Regions from separate parts of the Canis lupus genome. Here region 1 is linked to region 2. The links are chromatin contacts, called in public Hi-C maps. All regions are on one chromosome and are shown on one strand. Each heading gives the region's core, a stretch centred on a gene start, on an enhancer-like site or on the middle of the called end of the contact. The rest is flanking DNA. Distances are from core to core; before and after follow the strand shown.

Region 1 (6,033 bases), core at 2,728-5,227, 150 kb before region 2:
AGGAAGCCCAATGTGGGACTCGATCCTGGGACCCTTGAACCAAAGGCAGACACTCAACCGCTGAGCCACCCAGGTGTCCCAGACAAACGTATCCTCAGGTGTCCCAGAGTCCTTGTTTTAAAAATCAACTTTATTGAGGTATAATTCTCATATATTGACACATACCTGTTTTAAGTATATGTTTTGGTAAGTTTTGACAAATGGATACCCTTGTTTAACTTCCACAATGGTCAAGATATAGTGGATTTCCAACACCCCTTATACTTATCCTGGTAAATTCCCCCCACCCCAGGCTTAAGCCACTGCTTTCTGTCATGATATGCTAAATTTGAACTTTTTAGAGCTTTATATAAATGAAATCATTAAATGATTAGTCTTTTGAGTCAGGCTTCTTTCAGCATAACGTCGGAGACTTATCTGTTTTGTTCTGTTTTTATTTTTTATTGCTAAGCAGTATTTCATTACGTGGTTGTACCACCATTTGTTTATCTTTTTACCAGGTGATGGATCTTATGGTTGTCTGTAGTTTGGAGCTATTGTGAAAAAAGGTACTATGGATATTTGTATACATTAGGAGTCATTTTTTTTATTCCCCTACAGGCATGGACCAGTTCTGACCACTCTTGTATCCTGCCCTGGTTCTAAGAATCTTTAGTTCTTGCTACCTCCCCCTGCTCTTTGTGGAGGACAGTTGCCCTCAGCATGTAAATTTGAGAAGTAAATGGTACAAGCTTCTAAACTAGTTCTCTATTCTATGAGAGGTAGTGGGGAAAGAACCCTGCCTTTGGAGCTGGGCAGGTCTGTCTTCCCATATTGGCCACACTTTATTAGTATGAGAATTTGGATATATTATTTAACCTCACTGAGTTGAGGTTTTTTACCTACCCTGGAAAATGAATATAAAACCCACTATGCAAAATGTGAGAATTAAATGTATGCACTCAAACAAGTATGTGGTGGAAACCTACATGTGCCAGGCCATGTCATCATTTCTGGGGACACAGCGGTGAATGAAACAGCAAAAGTTCCTGACCTCGTGCAGTTTGCATTCTACCAAGGGAGATAAGACAACAAAAACCAAAAGAATCAAAATACGTGTTGTTAGATGGGGAAAGCACCACGGAGAAAAACAGAACAGGGAAGAGAGATAGAAAAGGATGTCCTTGTAACTACTCCTTGGCTGAGCTGCTTGCTTAAGAGTAGAATGTGATCTTTTTCCTGTATCGCTAGCATTTATCATAATGTCAGCTGTATATTAAGTGCTGCACACATGTTTCTTGAATGAAGAGAGCGACTGAATAAAAACTGGTGTTATGGAGACAAGTTTATCTCATGAAATCACTGTAATACTGCTTACCTGGACACATTTATGTGCTTCTAGACAGGTAATAATTATGTCAGCAAGAACAGTGCCCTTCCCTTCTCCTTGTTCTTGCTGGTTCTGTAAGTCTCTTGGCCATTATTAAATTTTTTCTTAGAAATCCAAATGCCTTTAATGTACCCTCTTAATAATAATATATCCTTGATCAAAAAGATTATGAGCATTTCTTCAGACTTTTGATGAATAAGTAATACGGAAAATGATTTGACAAATGATTCAGTATATCAATTTCATATTAAGGAGCTTTGATATTCTACAGTTTCTGGAAAACCAGCATGCATATGCTATAAATATTAAAATATTTAGGGTAATGTTCAGTATAAACAAACAATGTGCTCAATATTTGGTTAAATGGGGTAAAGAAGTGTGCAGGGTCATCTCATACATATAAAAGACTGTGCTTTTCTTCTTTGGGCTTTTCTACATTTTTGAAACCAAACGTATGTTATTAATAATTTCCTATCCCCCAGGTTTCTGCTATTTTTAAAGTATCAAAAACTGAATATAAAAGAAATGAGAAGATTATGTTTCTATGATGACTTGATGGACCAAAATGTTTATTTAAGGTCTACAAATTTGGTGGACTGCAGGACTATGAGAAAAAAAGAATCAACCTGGAGAATTGGAAACAATCTATCTCCTAGGATTGTTTGATGAACAATAATATATGTAAAAATGCCTCTGAGTTATGACTTGCATAATTATAAAGCTCAATGCCTGTACCATCCTCTACAAATTCCACCAGGGCAGGAACTTTGTTTATGGCTGTATCTCCCATAACCATCACCACGTGTGCAATAAATATTTGGTAACTATATGAATACTTTGTTTTATTAAGTGATAATTACGTCAGAGAAGAAAACGTATCCTCAAATAATTTCACGGCACCACAATTCCTTCAGGCTAAAATCTGAATTCCTGTTACTCAAGATATACACAATCTAGTTGACATGTAATTTTTGAGCCCAATAATACCATGAACATGGCCTCTATTCAAAGATACTATCATTTGATTGATGCCTTTAGAAATACCCAGCTTAAATTAAAAAAAGAAAATCTTCCTTTGAACTATCTCAATACTGATTTGACTTCTTAGACTGTTAAAAGAAACACTATTTTAACGTACTCACTTTTTTTGCATTTCTGTCCCCAGGAACAAGGACAATCTTTTGAATACAGTGAATATCGAGTATATATTTGTTGATTTAAGTATTTTCACATCATTCGCTTACAATTTTTAGTCCAATGAAGGTAAATCAATTTCCTGAAGCTCTTCCCTTACCCCATATGAAATGAAGGCGCAATTATTGTCCTGAACAATTTTAGAAAGTATTCTCTGCTATAAATGCAGCTTGTCATAAAGTTATTGCAGTAATGTCCCAATCCACTAGAAAAACCAGGAACAAGGCGGTTATTTTCTAATTCTAGTAATCTGTGTCATGCCTCATGCTTTGTTGTAACTCCCGATTCCTTGGATTCCCCCGCCCGCCTCTCCCCTCCAATCTTATTCAATTAAGAAGGTTGAAATAAAGGCATTTGTCTTTTTGGATCTAAAATTCTAGAGCGCTTTATTCCCTAAATCATTTTATGTGTAAATTAGGTGCTTAAGAAAGCCTGTAGAGCACATCATCTAAGGAGCTATATCCAGTGCTCAGTTTATTAAAAAAAAAAAAAAAAAGTGCATGGCCGGGGAAATGCCCGGGTGTAGTTTGGGGGTGAGCGGAGCCAGGTGCAAGACCCTCAGAAATGTTCTCATGGGTCCCTGGCCGACTCTCTGCACACAAAACCCCGTTTATTTGCGCTCCTGCAGAACGGAGCTAACTCCCGACCAGCTTTGGACAGATTTAAGAAAGCTGGAGCGGACGGCTCCGGATTCTCACCGTGAAACGACCCAGCTGGATCCCAGGCTGATTTGTCACCCTGTTTCAGGGCCTCTCGGGGGTCGTACGGGATTATGACTCTGGCCTGGAGCGCAGAGCACGTCTGCAATTTCTCCTCCTCCAGAGGCACGGAGGAGTACAGATTTGGCAGCTGTGACCGAGCTTTGTTAAAACTTGCCCCTCGAGCCGCCAGGCGGGAGGGTCTGGAGGCAGGAGCCGGCGCAGCCCGAGCGCGGGCGCCTTGCAGCCTGACTTGCCCCGCGCTCCGCGCTCCCTAGCACGGTCGTGCAGAAATAGAGCAAGGGCGGGAAGTCACCCGCCCGCCCGGATTTTTGTGGAGTGTGTGTGCGTGTGCGTGTGCGTGTGTGTGCGCGCCCGCGCGCGTGCTTCCCGCTGGCGAGGGAAGAGGCGAGGAGGAAGCGAGAAGGACCCGGAACCCGCCCCCGGGGGGCCGCCGCCGCCGCCGCCGCCGCCGCCGCCCCCGCACCGCCGCGCTCCAGCCGCTTCCAGAACGCTCCGAGCCGCGGCCGCAGGCCCCGCCCCCGGCCGGGGTTTCCCCGCCACCCGCGCTCATTTGCATAGCGCTTCCCCTCCCCCGCTGCCATTGGCTGGCGCTGGCCCCGCCCACCGCCCCTCCGCCGCGGCAGGGTTCCGTCCCCGAGCCGCCCGGAGCTGCGGGCAGCGGGCGGACTGTTAAACCGCGGCGGCGGCGGCGGCCGGGGCGGGAGCGGGGCGCGCTCTGCAGACGAGGCCGCGGCGCCCCGGGCGGGGGGGGGAGGCGGGCGGGCAGCTAGAGATCAGCTCGGCAGCCCCCACCACGGCCGGACCGAAGGTGCGGCGGCGGAGGGGAGCCAGGGCGCCCCAGCAGGCGAGTGGCCGGCGTCTCAGCGGCGGGCTGAGGGGGGTGGGTCTCCTGTGCCGCGGCCGGCGGCGGCGCGGGCGGGGGGAGCGGAGCGGAGTCCTCCGGCGCCGGGAGGACTGGCGGGCCGGGCGGCCGAACGGCAGCCCCTCGGGCCCCCGAATCCCGCGGGCTGTCGGACTCCGGCTCCCGGCGCAGGACCGCGCTCTAGGGCAGGGGTCGGAGCGCAGCCAAATTTAAACGGCTGAACCTAACAGCCTTGGCACAGGCGCGGAGGGGAGGGAGCGCGGCGGTGGAGGGAGGGGTGGGGGCGGCCCCGGCGCGGTCACGTGGGGCGGGGCGGGGCTTGGCGGGCCTCCCTTTTGTTTTGGCGGGCGCGTGCGCAGACGGCCGCACACGTGGTCCGCCGGGCCCGCCCCCGCCCCCGCCCCCGGCCCGGGCCCCGGCCCCGGCGGCCGCGCCTCTGCGGGGTGCGGTCTCGCCGGGCCGGCTTGGGGGGCGCCCTGCCGCGGAGCCGTCGGTGCCGCTCTGGGCCCTTGTTTTCTTTTATCTTATCCTTTATTTTCGGGCGACGTTGATTTGGATTTTAGGACTAGATGGGGGTAGAGAGGCGTGGTGCGTCCGTGGGTGTTCGGAAGGGGGGACGGACGTTGCTGGAAAATTTTGAGGTCGCGGGAAACGGCGGCGGGGGGGGCTCTCGTGTCTGGTCCTCGGAGAAAGGAGGGGGCTGACTGTGCACCGAGAGGGAAGTCCCGGGTGTGGGGCGGGTTCCCTGCCCGCCCGGCCCCGCGGATCCACTCCACCCTTTACCGCGGATCAGCTGGGAGGCTCGGCGCAGGGGTGGGGGCGGGGGGGTGGAGAAGGTTGTTTTTTTTTTTTTTTTTTTTTTTTTTTGACTGAGGGAAGCACATTCCTTTTTTTTTTTTTTTTTGATTTCCCCAAAGTTTTTATAGTCAGCTGCTGAGATTTCAGACGGTGACTTCTTTCGCCCTACCCAGTTGGCTTTGACTTGGTGCCGAGGCGGGTTCTGCTGGGAATGTGTCTTAAGAAAGTACAGGATGGGGTCAGTTTTGTGAGCAGCCGAGCCAGGGAGCTGTTTGCCAGCCCCGCAGCCGGGACTGGCAGGGTCTCCGACGAGGTGGAAGCGGCTCTCAAAATGATGCGGTGTTGGGGAGAAACGCGGTGTTCTGGAACGTGGGTCGCTTGGGAAGGAGGTTTTCTAGCCTTGAGCGGTGCCTGCCGCCCGCGGTTCTCGACCGGCCGCTTCCTTTGGGCAAGTCCCAACCCCTCTTTTCTCAATGTTTGTTTCGTCTTGTAAAATAGTTTCACAATAGGGTCCCCGCTTTGGGATTGTTAGGGAGGATTAAGATAACCTCGCGTCGGGAAAAGCGGTTTACGATCTCTCCCGATACTGCGGAACTACCGAAATTGAGAAGTGAAACGGTTTTATAGCAAAAGTCAGGTTTTTGCTTTTTTTTGTTTTGTTTTGTTTTGTTTTTAAACCCAGCCTCCTGGAAGAGTATAAACTGAATGAATCATGAACTAGGATGTATTTGAATATCTTTTTTTTTTTTTTTTGTATTTGAATATCTTAAAAAATCTGTTCTAGTAACTGTTACCTTCGATTTTCCCACCTACTTACTTACTCAGGTCAGTGCCAGGGTTGCCATCATGTAGGTCTTCAGAGTTTTAATCCAGAGAGATGGTCATTGCTTCTCTCACCCAGTCCTTCTAGAGTAAGTTCTTAGACGAGATCCTTCTTACTCCAGAGGCCGCCTAGCCCATTTATTTTTTGCATTTGTCTTTTGCGTGTCTATCACATGTGCCTTTCCGAATAACAATTGCTTGTTTTGTTAAATGATCTTTAAAAAAAAAAAAAATCATTTGGAAAATAAAGAGCGTTAACAAGAAAA
Region 2 (5,988 bases), core at 2,028-4,527:
TTTTTTTTTTTTTTTTTCCCAAGTATCCAACCATACACCATGCACCATGCCCCACAGTATTCCCAAAACTCGTTCCTGACTTTCAAGATGAAGACATTCAGTTTTAATCAGGAGAGAAATTGGGGGGAGGGGAAATAATAGGTGCACTAAAACTGTAATAGTGGAGTCCGTTTAAACGGATCAGGGAAAAAAAAAAAAAAAAAAAGCATGAAGGCAGGACCTGGAGGGAAGCTAAGCTGTGGCTGGCCACCTTGGAAAAGGGAGTCCAGGGATCCCTGGGTGGCTCAGCGGTTTAGCGCCTGCCTTCAGCCCAGGGCGTGATCCTGGAGTCCCAGGATCAAGCCCCACATCGAGCTCCCTGCAGAGAGCCTGCTTCTCCCGCTGCCTGTGTCTCTGCCCCCTCTCTCTCTGAGTCTCTCATGAATAAATAAAATCTTTAAAAAAAAAAAAAAAAGGAAAAGGGAGTCCAGGCCCCCACTTTCACACACCTGGCCTAGGAAACAATGCACCTGAGCCAGCCTTGCCTCTTCTGGCTGCAGATCACAAGAGGTTGAACCTCCCTAAACTAGTTTCCTCCTTTGCAAAAGGGAAATAAAAATACCTCTTAGCTCAAAAAGTTGTGAAGGTTAAAAGGGAAAGGATTTTAAAACGGTGTTTGGAGAATTTAATTTTGTCAAACCAAGATGTTACTTGGCAAAGGGGTAAAGGAGTCAATAAAGACAAATACTTTTATCTTAATAAGCTCCGGGTCTGCCACAGGGGCTGGGAAGGAACAAATGTGATTCATTAGAAATCCCTCTTACGATGGATCCAATCATTCATTCAACCAATCATAACTAAACCTGCCATGGTGCTTCACCTGAAGAGGATTGAGGTGAGCCACAAAGAGACCCTGCTTTCAGAGTCTGCAGCGTTAGCAGGAGAGATACGAAATACACAAACGTTAAGTATAAACTTTTAGTTCCTCTTTGAGGAAAAAGAATGTCTTAATCATTTTTTATTAGCCCAGGAGCCACAGAAGCCATTCGTTTCTGAGACAACACAAGCCGCTGCATGCTTCTGATCCTGGTTCCTCCACTTCCCAACTAGGAGATCTCGGACAGGTGACTTGACCTCTTTGTGTCCAATTCCTCACTGTCAAGTGCTGGTGCCAATAACAGCACCAACCTCATGAGGTTGTGTGAGTTAATTCCCAAAAAAACATCAGAATTAGTGAAATGTTCAAAAATATTAGCTGCTACTGTTACGGCTCATAGTCCTGACTTGTGAAGAGAAACAAGTTATCTTTTCCATTCCCTTACTCAAACATGGTCGGAGACTTATTTAAAAAAAAAAAAAAAAAATCAAATTGCTGTGCCTGTTAAAGAGACTACACACATATATGTGCGGCCTGCTCCATCCTGACGTAGGGGTCTCAGACGCCAAATTTCATGTCCCACACTTGAAAACGGGCCCATCTCTGAAGTACACACTCCATTCACTTATGTGTGAAAGTTCAGAACTTTCCAGAAAAGCAGAATTACCTCCCATGACAGCACAATAAAATCGCGCTTTTGTGAAGAGGCAGTATTTACTAATCTGATGCACTTACCCTAGAATTCTCAATACTCTCGGGTCAAGAATTTGCCATTATCGGTCGGGATACTGATAAATGAATGAGGTGCAAACGGGAAACAAGATCTAACCAGACCGAACAAAGGAAGACAGACAGAACTCTTGTTCTGAACGGGAGTGACATCAAAACCAAAAGGCAGTGACTGATTCTTTTCGTAAATGACACAAATTTGCGCGAGGGCACACAGGCATTCCACCTATTTAAAATCAATTATTTTTCTACCCGGACCCAAGGTAATGGCTGTTATTACTTTAAGGCCAGTTGTCGGGCGACTTAAACTACTTGGCGGGCAGCCCAGCGGTTTAGCGCCGCCTTCAGGGCGTGACCCTGGAGACCTGGGATCGAGTCCCACGTCGGGCTCCCTGCATGGAGCCTGCTTCTCCCTCTGCCTGTGTCTCTCTCCCTCTCTGTGTATTCTCATGAATAAGTAAAAATGTTTGAAAAAGGAAAAGAAAAAGAAAAAGAAAGGAGGGCAGCCCGGGTGGCTCAGCGGTTTAGCGCCGCCTTCAGCCCAGGGCGTGACCCTGGAGACCCCGGATCGAGTCCCACGTTGGGCTCCCTACATGGAGCCTGCTTCTCCCTCTCTCTCTCTAATAAATAAATAAATAATCTTAAAGTTAAAAAAAAAAAAAAAGGAAAGAAAAGAAACTACTTGGCGAATCTAACAAAGTACAATCTGCAACTGGGGCACGATGCTGTGTGCCCCTGAGAGTCCCACCTTGGTCGCCAGGTTCGTTCCCACCTTGTGGAGTCACCTTCCAGAAACCAGCATCGTCCTGATTCTGAACGATCTGGACTGTGTGCTACAACTACGGTGCTTACAAATTACTTACAAAAAAAAAAAAAAAAAAAAAACAGAAACAAAACAAAACACTGACCTCCCTGGAGAGCAGGGTGCCTGAAGAGAAAATAAACAGGTGAATCAAAATTCCAACAACGACCCCGACAACTGCGGATCACAGGGAATCTGCTGTAGGGCAGGCCCTGCATGCTGGGCGCTCGGCCCGTCCGCCTTCCGGAGGGGCCTGCGCGGGGCAGGTTCCCTCATTATTCCCATTTTTCACAGAATGAAGCCGAAGCTCAGCGAGGTGAAGCGGCTTGTCCCACCTAATGGGCAGAACGCGGGCAGGCTCTCCAAGGTGCCGGGCTCGCCGTCGTCACACGGATGAGCCTCCCCAGCGTTAGCCTCTAACTAGCCATATGAGCTTGGGCAAGTCATGCCTATCCCCCTGGGCCTCAGTTTCCCTCACTGAAAATGAGCGCCGTGTCCTGGAGGTCCCCGACTGCGTGCGGGTCCCGAGGGCTGGAGACCACACGTTGGGGGGGGGGGGGGGGCGGGGGGCCGGATTCCCTCGGGGTCGCCCCGGGGCCCTCCCCGCCGGGCCCCTTCTCAGGAGCGCGTTCGGAGCGAGGCGCTCCGCGGCCCGGGCCGCCGTGCACCCACCCAACAGGCGCCCACCAAGCTGCGCCGAGCGGCCCGCGCGGCCACCCGACCCCAGCGCCCAGACCCAGCGCCCAGCGCCCAGCGCCGCGGAGTTACCCGTCCATTACATCCAGGTGCAAATAATCGGCCCCAGAGTCCAGCATCCGGAGGCACTCGGCCCCTAAGTTGGCCAAATCGCTGTTAAGGATGGACGGGCCAATCCTGCAGCCAGGACGCCATGGTGCTGGTCCCCGAGAGCAAGTCACCCACGAGTCCCCCGGCAGGACCAGAGTGTCGCCCCGATTGGCTGCGCAGTTCTAGCCCCTTCCCGGTACAGTCTTCCGGACTCCGCCGGAAGCAGCTGCCCGCGCGCCGGAAGTCCCGCCTCCCCAGGGGGCGGGGCCGCCCGCCCAGGGGCCTGGGGGCGGGGCCTTGCCTGCAGGCCCATCCTCCTTGCGCTTGCCCTCCGGGAAGCCCGCCCCTCGGAGTGCGCGGTCCTCGCGGAACTCGGGCAGCTTTGCACCCCTGCAGCTCCCCTGCCTTGCCCTCACGCCCTCGCTCGCTTTGTGCTTCCCCGTTGCTTGCATGGGCCTCGCTCTCCGCTCCAGCTCCTGCGCTCGTCGTCAAGGAACAAAACAGCAGTCCTCCCCGCTCGCGCCTCCCTCCTTGAACTCCTGCCAAGAGGTGGAGGAGTCAGGCTCAGGGCAGAGGCCTCGCGCTTCGGAACTAACAGTTCTCCCTGCTTCTGTTTTCTCACCTCTTAGGGTCCTCCCAGCCTTTGGGGGATGTAAGGATTTGGCAGGTGAATCCAGGCACGTGCGGCCTGGTGCTGCTTGCAAATTATCCATCCATGCATCTGTCCACGGACTCTGAGCTGCTTCCACGGTCCACAATAGTCTAACTGGAAGGAGCCTCGGTGTCCATCGACAGATGATGGATAGAGAAGCTGTGGTCTAGGTATTCAATGGAACATTCCTCAGCCATTAGAAACGACAAATACCCACCACTTGCTTCGAGGTGGATGGAACTGGAGGGTATGATGCTGAGTGAAGTAAGTCCATCGGAGAAGGACATTCTATGGTCTCATTCATTTGGGGAATATAAAAATTAGTGAAAGGGAATAAAGGGAAAGGAGAGAGGATGAGTGGGAAATATCAGTGAGGGAGACAGAACATGAGAGACTCCTAACTCTGGGAAATGAACAAGGGGTGGTGGAAAGGGGAGGTGGGCAGGGGGTGGGGATGACTGGGTGACTGGCACTGAGGGGGGCACTTGATGGGATGGATGAGCACTGGGTGTTAGGCTATATGTTGGCAAATTGAACTCCAATAAAAAAATTTTCAAAAAGGGAAATAGGAAATATATTTGAGTTGAAATAAAAAATATTAACAACAACAAAAAAAAAACAAATCGGGGTGGTTATTACTATTTTCCTTCTTGACTTCCGGCCCTCAAGCTTCTAACCGTCTGCTTTTCTCTCTGTCATGTTCGCTGACAAACTAATACATTTGCTGTCCAAACACAATCTGGAAGAGAGAGGATCTGTGCCTCTGCTAAGTGTGTCTAGGGTCATTGAGTCAGGACGAGCTGAAATAAAACCGTGTGAGGGAAAAAAGGGGATTTAGCAAGAGCATAGCTTAGATGGCAGAGAATGGGCACTTTGTACTATTTGTACACATTTGTACTATTACAAGACAGCTGGTGGGGACGTGGACGCCATGTGGTTCTGGCCGCATTCAGAGGGCAACCAGTTCCTTCCCATTCCTCCTGGGAAATCTGCCAGTTATTCCAGCAGGTCACAGATCCAGGCAGAGAAATCAAACTGGGATACCCAGAAGCCCATTCTGCTTTACTTTGAAATATATGGGTGGAAAGCTTGAGTAAAATGGAGCTCAGATGGGTTGGAGAGAAGACCTGGAGGTGTCTAACTGAAGGGTGACCTCCAGCCAGACCACGGGGCTTGAGAAGAGATGCCCGGGCACACCCCAGGGATGCAAAAGGAACACTTTCCTCCAATGAGTTGACCTATTCCCTATGTTGAGAAATGAGAAATGAAACTGAATCAGGCATCTTAAATGTTTTTAGCTTTATTTTATTATATGTGCATATTCAAACACAGAGGTCTTAATATCTTTCATAAATATCTTTCATAAACGTTTCAGTATTTATTCATATGCATTTTTTCCCATGCTCTTTGGTCATTCAGTATTCATAACAGACTTCAAAGTCATCTGAGGGAAGTTGGCTGTGTAATCAATCTTTTGTTTTTACCTATAAAATGGCTAATAAAGGATTTTCATCCTGCAGTCACAGTGACTATTGAAAAATATTATGGAGGTACATTGATCTGTAATGCTAAATGATCCTGAAATAATATAAGTAAATTTGTCTTAAGCTTTTCCAAATACATTCTGCCCTTGGTTTTTATTGTCCTGAGTGTCAAACCAAACTGTGTTTCTGAAATGCTGCAGTTAAGACCCACTAAAGTAAATGAGGAAGTGGGACTTTCTACTCACTGCCAAGACAAGGCCATGGAATTGGAAGTGTGAGGTCACAGGGCAACAGCATGACTCGGTGTGATAGCAGCAAATTCCAGAGACTTAATAACGTATCCCGTATAACTTGAGGAAGGGTATTTAGTTTGCATTTTGGACTGTAATTCCACTTACGACCTTTTCTTCCCGGTTGGTCCCTATAAACACCTTAGTCTCATCTTAGATAGTCTTAGAGCTAGGCAGCAGAGTGAAGAATGTTCTTTATGGACTAAAGGGACAGATATCAAAGAAGGGAGGAGATGTCACCCTGCCTTATGTTCTCTTGCAGGCATGAAATAGCAAGCCAGTTATTCCCAGCCTGTGCAACAGGCCCTAACTAACACCCAAGCACCAAATATTTCTTTTTTTTCACCACTGTCATGCCCAATTATGCCTTTTGACACTGTGGTTCTTAG

The links. A called contact is a pair of places that touch in the nucleus more often than the background predicts.
Region 1: a Hi-C map of blood shows a contact between it and region 2, with 2.9 times the contacts expected there. The contact joins the promoter of KANSL1L here to the promoter of RPE in region 2. A contact is called at or near these places in 2 of 9 Hi-C or Micro-C datasets (both in blood).

Annotation. Positions count from the first base shown.
Region 1 is chr37:17,880,295-17,886,327 of UU_Cfam_GSD_1.0, reverse strand. KANSL1L (KAT8 regulatory NSL complex subunit 1-like protein) reads left to right here and starts at 3,977. Exons shown (of 14, transcript XM_038585636.1): 1 at 3,977-4,129.
Region 2 is chr37:17,731,560-17,737,547 of UU_Cfam_GSD_1.0, reverse strand. RPE (ribulose-phosphate 3-epimerase) reads right to left here and starts at 3,277. Exons shown (of 6, transcript XM_038585637.1): 1 at 3,156-3,277. The coding sequence starts at 3,202. UNC80 (protein unc-80 homolog) reads right to left here. Exons shown (of 64, transcript XM_038585623.1): 64 at 5,104-5,988.